Regions from separate parts of the Mus musculus genome. Here all the other regions are linked to region 2. Evidence: chromatin contacts called from public HiChIP or PLAC-seq data. All regions are on one chromosome and are shown on one strand. Each heading gives the region's core, a stretch centred on a gene start, on an enhancer-like site or on the middle of the called end of the contact. The rest is flanking DNA. Distances are from core to core; before and after follow the strand shown.

Region 1 (3,897 bases), core at 969-3,468, 450 kb before region 2:
TTCATATACTACATAGTCATTTCCCATATGCCTCTGGCATTCCTGGGGCAGGATGTTGTTGGGATGAAACCCAAAACTCTTTGAATGCTGGGCAATGCCTGTTCTTATTCAGATGCCTCCCTGTTTTCTTAATTCCAGAAAACAGATGACAAAGCTCCAGTTGTGAGATGCATATATAGAATCTTACCTAAGACCTTTTATGGTATCTCCAAAACATAGGATATTATTTAAGATAGGAGCCGTGTCACACAATCTGCAACACTTGTTCCCAGGAGGCTGAGGCAGGAGAGAATGGAGAGTTCAATGCCAGGTAAGACTGCACAGAGAGAGTAGAACCAATCTAGGGTATACAAACTCTGTCTCAAAAACACAGAAAACAAGTGAAAATGGAAACATAAATAAGAGACTATTTTGCTAATTTTTCTAAGGCATGTCACACTATCATTTGAAAGAACAGAAGGCAGATTAGCTATATGTGGCAAAGCCCATACACAGTATGTGAGGGTCTCTGAGCTAGAAGCATGGTCTGAATCCCAGGTGCTGGGGGGCTTAGAGTCTGGTTCTTTCTTTTGGAGGAGGGTCACATCTCTGAAAGGCTCACCCTCCCAGGACCAGTCACCAGGAACCACTCAACGATGGGATACTTACAGTCTGAAAGCGGAGCTGAGTGGAGATTGTATTTGGAGGGTGGCTGAATACATGAATTACTCAACATCTGTTATGATTTATCTTGATTGTCAATCTGATGAAATTTATAATCATGATGGAAACAAATCTCTGGTTATGTCTTTAAGGAATTATCTAGATTAGGTTAATTGACAAAGAGTTCCCACCCTAAATGTGGGCAATACCATTCCAAGGCCTGGAGTTTTGGACTCAGTAAAAACAAGACAGGACACCTAGCTCTCTACCTCCTGACTGATGTCACATGACCAGGCAGCTTATGCGCCTCTGCCAAGACTTTCCATGAAGGATTGTAATCCCCAACCTCTAGCCAAAATACTCCGCCGCCCCCCCCCCCCCACTTAAGTTGCCTTTGTCACGGAATTCTACCACAGCAATAAGAAAACTGATTAATGTCACATCTGTGCTGATAAGACAGTTACTAAGACAATTCTCTGGGTCCATCTAATTTACAGTAAAGTTAGGTTTTGGTGATTTAAGAATAAAAAATATTTGGTTAAATTATCTTTAAAAAAAAAGAGTATACTGAGGTGGAGAGATATTGAAATGTTTTTAGCCGTAATGATAGGGATCAAATCAAGGCTTTGAACATACTAAGCCATTTTTCTACCAATATGATACAGCTTCCTGTTTTCTCAAGAAGAGTTATCACAGTGCAGACCCAGGCTGTCCTTGTCTGGATTGTCCTGCCTCAGCCCTTGGCACTGAAAATAGGGATTTGCCACCATGCCTAACATGGCAGACAACCCTAAGTGCTGCCTATTTCCCACATGTTTGCCATTTAATATTTATTCTGCTTCTTTTCTTCTTCTTCCTGTGACTGGAGTCAGTTAGCTTCCTTAAATGGCCAATTTTTAAACTCTTGAGTGTCATTTCGATCCATGTATTGGCTACTTTCCCATCCTTTCTAAACATAAGTGCTTAAATTTAATAAAATGCATGGCTTCCCATCTGTGTTTTAATATCAGACTTCTAGGGAAAGCAACATGTGAAGTATGTTAAAGGCTGTGAGGAAACATGGTCATGTTGGAAGAAAATTTTTGTTTTTGCAATGAAGGTCGGAAGGAGAAGCAAAGCAGAGAGGCTCCAGTGCCCCTTTCTGGGCTCTGCTTTCTCTGCAGCTGCGTGGAGGTGTGAAAGGCAGCCAACACTCTCCCATTGAACTGGGAAGGGCATAAATTCAAGCCACGAATGTGTGAACTGCATTGTCCTCTCTTTGTGAGCCTCTATGAATGCTACCCAGTTGTAAGCATTTAATTTCATTCTGTAATAATTCAGTTGCCAAAGTCTTTGTCCTTGCTTCCTAACATATGCCCCAAGGCTTGTTTCAAGCAGACAGATGCCATTAAATATGTTTATTAAGCTTGAAGACAGAAAATACTTCCTAAACTCCATGTACACGTAGAAATACAGATTCAAATTTTGATGGAATATCCCCTTAAGAAAGGATTGCATTGATTTCTATTTAGTATCAAATCATAGGCTTCTATAATTTTAAGAACTAATTAAACAGATTGAAAGTAGTGCCTGTGGCTTAATCCTGTGATAAATCTGCATGAGTCCCAGACACTGGGGTAGCTCTCCATTGAATTTGCTTCAGATCCACAAAACAAACTAAGTTCTGGAAGAGATACTTATTGTTTAATTATGGTTTAAATATATACACTAAAGCAATAATTTGAGTAAACAAGAATTGCAGGCTATTCACGGATGTGTGAGAAAAGGAAGACGTATGAACCACGTATACTGTAGTTCTTCCTAAGAAGAAAGTTCAATGGGTAGGTTAAAATTGGCCAAATTCCTAAGCAGTGAGAAAATCTCTCACTGGTTTCCCATTGATAGGCAATGAAAGAACCAAACTTGGAAAGCAATGTGGTTTGGGAGGAATCGCTGAATAGAAGCCTCAGGGGCATGCGGTGTTCGGGAGTTGGCATGTTGTCCAGTTTTGTCCAATTATCAATACATGAGAGGGATTAGCTGTCGGTAATGGCGCGATGAATAAAAGACTCAGGTCATAAGCAGTGAGTTTAGAAAAGTGAGAGCGTACTTCGCGGGGAAAAGCCTTTCTAAATTAGCAATAAAATGAGATGATTAGGTTAACTGTTTCGTTTCTAAAGTAGATAAATCCTGGTGATGGGAATCATGCCCCGATTGGCCCGTCCAGGTTCGTCCAACTTTCGTTTTTTTGCTGCGAAGTAATCACTGGAGCCTCCACATCGTCAGTGACAGAAAACTCAAGGCAAATTTTCAAGAATCCATGGGAAACCGTACTGCGACCTTGAGAAGAAAAGGGGGGAGTGGAGGGAAATAAGAATCTGAATAGTTAATAGAAAGTTTAGATTCAGATTAATGATTTGCTTTGTCTAAATGCTAGCACTGGTATTCACATGAAAATCCTCACTTAAGAACATAGTTAGGATGCATCAATCCTCAAACGCTGTATCTCAGAGATAAATGGAAAGCCATTGAGCCCCCAAAGTGTTGATTTATGGCTAACAGCACCTGAATGCCCACATTTCATCATCATTCTAGGGTATCATCATAAAAGGGAAGAATGGGCATTATGGGTAATTATGAAGAGCAAAAAGAAATATGAATAGAAATGCATTTGGAAACTTTTGTGATTATGCATAATAGTCACTCACAGTCACAAAATAAATTAAAAATAAGATAGAAGAAACTTTTACAGTCTTTGTCAGTCATTCCAAATTAACCTTTATTCACAGTGCTTGAACTGATAATGTTTGCACCTGGGAAGTGATCCAAACTTAATTTGGGGTGTTGTTAACAAAAGTCATCTAATGTCATTAAGACTCCCAGTTATCTCTAAAATATTACTGACAAAAAAAAGGGATAATTGGAGCCTTTGCAGATATGCAAAAATTCTCCCCCTTTAAGAGTTTTCTACAAACACGAGAAAACACACAGTTAATGTTTCTAAGAGCGTTGTCGTAAGGAGCTCAGCTAATGGAGTGGTGTGAGCAGCCTGGCATCGATCTTCCCTTAGGAATTAACAGAGTCCATCAGACTGTCGACCCTTTGTACTGTGTGAGACCTAACAGCACTTGGAAGTCTGACTCCAAAGATGTCTAGATGAATAATTTGTATGAAGAAAGTAGAAAGATACTCATAAAATGCCTTTATTTGGAAAAAAATCTCAAGTTTGTCTTCAACCTGAGCTACTGGATATTGCTAGTTTCATTTTACCACCAG
Region 2 (4,007 bases), core at 1,389-3,888:
ATACCTAATTAAAAAAAAAAAGAAAAAAAAAGGTTAAGGTCAAACCAGCAATCCTCCAAAGGGATAGCACTAATTACCATCACATATTTATGTTTTGTTTGTTTGTTTGTTTGTTTTTGCTTTTGTTTTTTTACTTGGCTCTTGAAAAACTTCAAGAAGGAATAGAATCCATCTTTCTCTCCTTAGGGCTGTTTTCATATTCCATTAGAAAGCAATTTTCTCTTCCTACACTCTGTGTTGTAGGCAAGCAGTGAACTGGTCCTAGGAGCCAGACAAGTTCATCTCTACTTCTGATGAATCTCTTTCTATAGTGACTAGGCCTGCTAGTCTTGCCATGATGCTCCAAAGCAGTCCAGAAAGAGAGGGGGGTGGGAGAAAGGGAGAGAGAGAGCTGAATTGCTTTTGCACATAAATCTCACATTGGGAATTATTATCAGGATGGAGAACGTAATATAGAACTCCATGGTAGCACATGTTGGATTAGAACGCAGACTGGCATATTCAATCCCTGCTCTCAACTTGGTGGTGCAGTGTGTGCAGCTGTAATGCATCGTTTCTCTTTCTAGTAATAGTGTTCAATAGGCCAATAGAGAGGAATAGATCTGATATTAGCAAGTTGTTTGTTACCAGAACTCTGTAGCTTGTTATAACCCATGTTTGCCTTACTTCAGAGGACTTGGCCAATTTGAAGTACATGGCTAGTGTTATTCGATGTCTCAAAAATAAATCTTCCAAGGAGTGTGCAAAGTTACATTTCCATATCTCATCTCTTATTCTTCAGGGTCCATGTACAATGCTCCTTAGAAACATTGACAATCCGGACCCACTCCTCAGAGCAAGGCTGCAAACACCAGAGAGGGTCAGAAGTAGAGACCTGTGTCTCTAATCACCGTGAGTTAACAGGATAGTAACTGAGTGGTTCACAATCCAGCCCTCAGATGACTGCATGGCTTGGTGGCAAGGAACGGGGTGCTGCTATCAAGTGGCTCCTAGTGAAGAAGAAGTAAATGGGAATTGGGGATGGGTTTGTGAAGGAGTTGGGGAAGAGAAAAAAAACTGGGTGTGTAGGTGGCAAACAAGGCAGAAAGAGGAGAGAAAGGAAGAAACGCTAATTACTCACATACTTTGGAAGATGAGAACAGGATAGCGTCCAAGTAAGAGGCGTCTAATAGCTCAAAAAGCCTCCAGTGAAGTTGCTCACTACAGGTGAAAGGCCAAATTATCAGATCAAGTGGCTACATTATCAAAAATTATTCTATTGATTCCAGCAAGGTGCACCTTCCCCGCGATGATTACGACCATCTCAGCCCTCCTTTCCTGCTGATTTGGAGCAGGCGGCGGTGGGGCTGCCACATCTCAAGTTGTTCAGGTAAGCACGGCTCTGCCTGCTGCGACAGCCTATCAGACCCTATCAGACCGGTTGGCAGGACGACAGGGTTCTGAGTTCTGAGGGCCAGTGTCTGTATCACATTAAGAAACTGCATGGTGGGCTATCGTTTTGTATCCAAAATTACCTGAGTTCTGAATACTTCCAGAGAGGGGTCCTTAGGAAGAACTGTGGCCTTACAAGCAAATTCCTATAGTCACATGTACCCGGCAGAATGACAAAGCCTTGTACTTCACACCTATAGCCCCATGTGAGTTTAAATTGAAGGAAGGGAGAGCAGGTGCTATAGCCAGTTCAGAGGCTGCAGCTGCAGAAAACAATACGCTAAGGAGCTCGAGGATTAGGAAAAATGGGTGCTTCGTATTTATTTTAGACTATCAAAGGTTCTCTGTTTCTAAGGGAGAGAGAAGGAGACAAATGACACAGACAGAGAAATGATTGAACAAGGGCCCACAGAATAAAAGCCTGAAGATTCTTAATACTGAATGGGCCTCCTAAGACAATAAAGACTTTCCCTATAAACCTAAAGGCGACACCATTTTTAGATTTTTCAACTAGACGGCACCCCTGGAGTGATGATGTCTTGGGTATCAGAGCCCAGAGGACATCTCCCCCTCCCAGTGGCTACACGGTGTGTAACAAATTCCGCATATACTTGCTCAGAGCAGCAAAGCTTGCATGCCTGTTTCCTGGCGCTCATCCTTGGATTCACAGTTGGTTAATGTAAAACCAGGCTGACACAGAGTGTCTTGCAGTTTACGTTTGAAACGGAGCCAAGAGAAAGCACATCTCTGGTGTTGCTGAACTTCCACCCCCATGAGCCTGGAGAGAGCTATTGTGTCCCGGAATAAAAGCACCCAGACAGGATGGTGTGGTTGAACTTTAAGCCAATTATCCCTGCCATTGCCCCCCCCCCCCCGCATCAGCCTCCTACTTCCTGGGACTCCTCGAGTTGATGCTGAACATATTCAAATCTCCCCCTAGAAGGTTTGGTCTAGGTTGCTTCTTCAAAACTGTTTGAACATTAAATATGCAAATAGTCATCATTACACTTCCAACAATTACACGTGTTTGCGAGCACCGTGTCAAGTGCTGGCAGCAGAGCAATCATTTGTAAAGACAAATATTCCATTCCGAGAGATGTCACGCTGCTCAGAAGATCCTTTTTTGTATTAGTAGCCACACTGCTGCTCCGTAAAGTGTGCAAATGAACGTGACAGCGCTGCCAATAGCTGCCAGGCCCTTCCCCTCAGCAGAGCAGGTGCCAATCACCGGACCCCAGCAGCTGAGGAGGCCTGGCCTCACAGCCCGCCTGCAGACTGAGCATGTCGCCCACTCACAAGGCTCCCAGGGCCGCTTCTCCAATTCCATCTCTCCTCTCCCAGGGAGGCGGGGGGGGGGGGGGGGGGAGAGGGGGTAGAGGACACAGCCCTTCAGAATACTTTAATTCCTGATTTCTGAGTGTATTACCATGTGTTTGTAACATGAATTATCGTGTGTGGCTCAGAGGTGATGCAGAGAACTGCTTGAAACATCAGGCCGCAGGACAGCAAAAGACCGGCTTTTCCTGTGCTCTTTTCCCTTCCTTCCTTCCTTCCTTCCTTCCTTCCTGCCTTCCTGCCTTCCTGCCTTCCTGCCTTCCTGCCTTCCTGCCTTCCTGCCTTCCTTCCTTCCTTCCTTCCTTCCTTCCTTCCTTCCTTCCGTTTCCCCTCGCTCTCTGTCTCACCCCTCCCAGTTTCCTCACATAGTTATGGATAATTGTCACTTTATTTACTTTTATCGCATCCAAAGTGCGGCTTAGCAGGGCCTGGACTTGAGTCCCACTAATCTTGCCTTCTCCGAAGTAGGAAAATCCCAAGTCTTGCAGGGTCCAATTGATAACCCGGGTGCTTCTTTTCCATGAAAGACGGATGACTCTGGCAAGCTTGGGAGACTGCAGATAATGGGATTGACTTGGTACTTAAATCTCAGTGAACCAGGACAGCATAAGTAATTAGTGAGTTGGATCCATCCCGGGGTGCTAATGATGGCTAAGTCTGCCCCCACGCCATTCTGCAAACGGCAAGAGACACATCCATCTCAGGCAGATAAAAACCGAGGGGACGCTGATCACAGACAGCATTTATTCCTTCTTTAGTGCACAATTTATCCTAGAAAAGAGCAAAAAAAAAAAATCTAATTTTCCTCAAGTGATACCCAGAAGACCGAGTGACCACACTCCCACCAGAGTTCATTTTGATCAGAGTGCTGCTGCTGTTTTTAATTAAGAAAGGCTAATTAAGAGAAGATCTGCATTTATCTTCTTATCTGTTGTCAGCACAGACTAGCAGACGTTACTTATATTTGTTTACAATCTGGTAACCGGCTTTCTATTACTGAAGCAGTGAAGGCCTCCGTTTATATTAAAGTCCTGAATCACTACTGTTTGGGTTGTGTTGTTAAGAGCTGACTGACTAGCTACTGGGATAACTTTGGGGTATTAGAACTGAGTTTACACACATACATATGAGTGTGCAAAGCACTAGCTACTCCATGCACCCTTAGGTTTTGCCTCAATTAAACCAAAGCAAGATTCTCGTTTGCTGACTGGCCTTTCCGACCATTTTTCTCTCTACCCAGA
Region 3 (4,003 bases), core at 981-3,480, 490 kb before region 2:
TGTGGATATCCACACATGTGTACAAATGCATATGCTGACACATGCAATAAAATAAATAAATAAATAATTTGAAAAGCCAGATCATTCTTTTAATGAGTCATGAAAAAGTATTATACCCAAAGAAAAAGTGTCATAGTTAGCCCAAGACAGAGGTTTTAACAAAGAAGCTACTGTCCTAAACAAGTGGATGCTAAACAAATATTTATAGCTATGGTGACAATAGAAAATGGGTATACTTAAACCAAATGAGTGCTTGCTTTCATCAACCTAAAAGCTCTTTGATTGCCAGACAGGCCTGAAACAAAATATAAAAACATAATGTATCAACTAGTATAGTCAAATCTGTATTTCTGAGGCTGAGATCCAGAGTCCTGTAAATTCTAAAAAACACTGCTCAATGCTTAGAAAGTAGCAAGTGACATACCTGTGAGTGTCCCTTTCAAATGCAAGCTAACCAGTCCAGAATACACCACAAGCTTTCTCCCCCTGCTGGCATCCAAGAATTCCTGCTGATCTGTCTGTGTCCTTAAAGATGAGCATCAGGTAAGACTTCTAGAATTGGATGAAATCATTTATACTAGCCAATCCTTGCCTGCTCGCCCTGCCTTGGCAAGTCCATCACACAAAAAGTTCACAGAGCCTCTTTCCGCCACTGTCTTATCGTCCTCTGCCTCTTTTCCATCACCTCTGAATGATGTGGCTTGTCGCCTCTCTGGAACTGTGAAAAAAAAAATATCTGTGTATTGACTGATAGTTGCCTCCAATTCTTCGGGCTTTAGTACATGCAAACAATAACAAAGTCTTTATTTTAAGTCATCTGTCTTGGGAATCTCAGATATTGTTTTATCCTTCCTTCCTAATATCTAATAAAATTTAATAACTGTTGAATGGTTATCGGGAAGTCATAAGACATCTCAGTCAGTCTTCTTCCTGAATAGAGGACAGTTGATAATCATATGATCTGTCTTTTCTTTTTAATTTTTGCCACGAAAGGTCTAAATAGACCATCGTGAATACATGGAATTAAGATCTTTTTGTCTTTTCGGGTGCCAATAGACCTGATAAAAATTAAATACATTAAGAGGGAACAAAAATTACCTTAACATTAATTTTAATTATTACTGGTCATTTCAGATTTTTTATTGCATTTCACTCACTTGGTGACTGTATTTTCTTATTTTTGGTACAAATGTAATCATTATTCTATTATCATATGAAGAACAGCAACTCACCTTTCCCTGTACAAATGATCTTTTTATTCTGCTTTTTACAGAAAGAATTATTTAGGGATCTGAAATTATCTGACACAAAATGTCTCCTTGGAATTTTTATAAAAAGTAAAAATATGTCTAAAATATTACAGTGTTTATATTCTATTTTACATGGCTAAGCTTTTTAGATATTCTCATGAAGGTGGAGCTTGATGCATTTTCTAATATCAATCATTGATAATTTTAATCTGACATATTATTAGTAGTTAAAACCTGATCCTTCTGCATTGAACAAGACCACAATTTCTATTGATTCACTAAAACTAACCAAATCTGCTAATACCTTCTCTGACAAATAACCTAATTTGTTGTGTATATATCTTGATACTCTCATAAAAAAAATTCAATAATGCTACTGGGACAGAAAGGAACTTTTAGAAAATAAACAACATCCCCGTGTACTGTTCCAGTTTCACCAAAGTGTTTGTGGCAAAGCTGTACTTGTTTGCTTATAGATCTCCCCCTCCTCGTCCACTTTCACTATCAGCTTTGAAAATTCAAAAAGCTCTGTTCCATGATCCCATATTGGCTAGGCTCCAAAGGAAAGCAATGTTTCACTTGTAAATACCCATGACATGACTCTGTCTGATAGGAAGACCTGCGAATCTCTGCTACATCCAGCAAGTCTGTGTTCTGTGCTTTCCAGACAAAAAATTTGTAATTCATATTTCCTTAGGCCAGAATTCTGAAATGAATGCCCAAAAGGGATGTTATTTGTATAAGAGGTACTTGCAAATATGCCGTCAGTTCTCCTTTGAGTAGGGCTCTTCTGTCTTAGACCAGACTCTTTGTCAAAGGGGACCCTGTCACTTGTCCTGGTAGTTAAAATGTAGAAACAAAATCTCTCCTTGGACTGAGTCTTCACATTTTGAAAAATTGCCACAGCGAATTCCCCAGCCTGCCAACTTGGCAGATCCTGAGCTTGAAGCTGGAGGCAAGCCAGGCATCAATGGCACATTCCAAACCCCTGAGTCAGCACCAGGGCTGCCATTTTCTGTCTCATGTGCAGGAAGGCATGCCACTCGTGTCGTGAGCCAAGCCCGCATCTCCATTGTGAAACCCAGACAACTTTCACATTGTGACTCTGTAACCTAGAAAAGGGAATACAGGAAATGGGTGAGTTTTAATCAGTTCTGATATGGGAGAACTCCTTAAGTTGGATGCATTTGAACTCCTCCGTTTTTCCAGAAAGTGAGCTAGAAGTCTGAATAATTTTTTTTTTTTGGCTTAAGTTGTAAAACACAGGTCCTGACCCCTTGTCGTCATTAAAGATCCCATGGGCTCTTTTCAAAGGACTAAGGGGGATTAACCTTTCTGTTCTGGCTAAATTCCTAATTGGATAATTACATTCTGCCTCCCTAAATTATCCCTGTAGCTCCAATTGGATATGGAATTTTCACTTCCTGTCATAAAAGGTTGTGGGGTGTTAGGACATTTCACCCTGGGGGTGATGCCAATTAAGTCGTTAGTGAGGTGAAATCTGTATGAGGTTTGTCTTTCTTTTTACCATCCCTTTCCCCACCTCCTTATTTGGAGTTTAAAATGTGTGGAAATCACTCAGTCATTCATAATGAAAGGGATGTCATACGTTAGCAATGCTGCTTATCGTCACCTTATTTCTAAGAATATAATAAAAGCAGTCAATAATTGATAAGCGTCTGCGGGAGCACTATCATTCCACTGAACAAAAGCATTGTTTGAGATGCTGCTGTCCAAACCCACGAGGAAAGGGTTTCTGAGGCAAGTTCACACACACGGGTATTTTTGTTCGCGAAGTCTGGGGCGGCTCCCGGAGACTGTTCAGAGCCTTTGTGGATTGTTGGCTCAGCATTCACTGAAACATTTAGGCCCAGGGCCAGGGCCAAGGGGAGCCAGTGTCTCTCCTGCATATGGATGTGGGCATTAACTGCATTAATGGTGGGTAGATTACACATGCTCTTGGTTTGGAAAGTAAAGGTCACACATCAGTCTCTTCAGCTGTATTTATCCACACTGAAAATCATGGCCCATAGAATCACCCTTGAACCTCAAAAGTAACACAGCCAGCAATACCCTATACTTACCCAGAGGTGAAGAAAAATTAACAGCCGGCTTGGACTCCTTATTTATTTATGCTTTTGCTGTTAGATTGGTCAAAAAGAGCTTTTGTGGATCAACTATAATCATGTGTATAGTTTGAAATAGGTTGTTTCACTCAAAGATACTACAATGGGTTTTCTAGTTCTATCACAGGACATGTGATTTCATTCTTTAGAAACAGCTGTTTAATGGTTATATACCTAAAACGAAAAATCCTCCCTGCTTCAACTCTCACACAACTGCATTAGAGAAAAGATAAAATGCTGGTTCTTGTCCATGAGAGTAGGAAAGGTAGGGTGTAAAAAGAAATCCAGCAACTAAGAATAGATAACATGTGAGCCCAACAGATGATGAAGAAGAACTTCCTCTGCATACTCCCTCACTAATATTAAATAAATAGTAGTCCATCCTTTACTGTGGCACAGAAATAAATAAAGTAGCTTTAAAGAGTTCAGATACAATGTCTCAATATTTGCAACATAAAATTAGACAACCATGGCTTCTCTATTAGCACATTCTATTTTATGCTACTTTCTTGATGAAATGCAGAGATTGATTTTAAACTATGAAGTAAGATTTTATTTGAGAGTCATTAGAATGATTACACTCACCTCACTGAAACAAGTGGTGGCATCTGACCTATGAACTCTGAG

What was found. HiChIP or PLAC-seq counts read pairs in DNA pulled down with a chosen protein or histone mark.
Region 1: a contact with region 2 is called in an H3K4me3 HiChIP or PLAC-seq map of embryonic forebrain, with 5 times the contacts expected there. The contact joins two enhancer-like sites. A contact is called at or near these places in 2 of 484 Hi-C or Micro-C datasets (embryonic somatosensory cortex and neural progenitor cells), 6 of 115 datasets of contacts at active chromatin or transcription factors (astrocytes, differentiating embryonic stem cells, embryonic basal ganglia and 3 more) and 1 of 9 other capture datasets (embryonic trunk).
Region 3: a contact with region 2 is called in an H3K4me3 HiChIP or PLAC-seq map of embryonic forebrain, with 8 times the contacts expected there. The contact joins two enhancer-like sites. A contact is called at or near these places in 4 of 484 Hi-C or Micro-C datasets (adipose-derived mesenchymal stem cells, cerebellar granule neurons, embryonic somatosensory cortex and 1 more), 3 of 115 datasets of contacts at active chromatin or transcription factors (astrocytes, embryonic forebrain and stem cell-derived neural progenitor cells) and 2 of 9 other capture datasets (embryonic stem cells and embryonic trunk).

What each region holds. Positions count from the first base shown.
Region 1 is chr1:41,603,907-41,607,803 of GRCm38.p6, reverse strand. No RefSeq gene overlaps it. Among named protein-coding and RNA genes, the nearest start is that of Gm35935, 32 kb to the right of the region's middle. Within about 2 kb of position 2,218, at least 27 of the 459 cell types and tissues checked have an H3K27ac peak or open chromatin away from gene starts, as enhancers often do. A contact at or near this core is called in embryonic basal ganglia, embryonic forebrain, neural progenitor cells and 1 more, where this site is marked.
Region 2 is chr1:41,156,497-41,160,503 of GRCm38.p6, reverse strand. No RefSeq gene overlaps it. Among named protein-coding and RNA genes, the nearest start is that of 4930448I06Rik, 23 kb to the left of the region's middle. Within about 2 kb of position 2,638, at least 49 of the 459 cell types and tissues checked have an H3K27ac peak or open chromatin away from gene starts, as enhancers often do. A contact at or near this core is called in embryonic basal ganglia, embryonic forebrain, neural progenitor cells and 1 more, where this site is marked.
Region 3 is chr1:41,651,073-41,655,075 of GRCm38.p6, reverse strand. No RefSeq gene overlaps it. Among named protein-coding and RNA genes, the nearest start is that of Gm35935, 80 kb to the right of the region's middle. Within about 2 kb of position 2,230, at least 64 of the 459 cell types and tissues checked have an H3K27ac peak or open chromatin away from gene starts, as enhancers often do. A contact at or near this core is called in embryonic forebrain, neural progenitor cells and stem cell-derived neural progenitor cells, where this site is marked.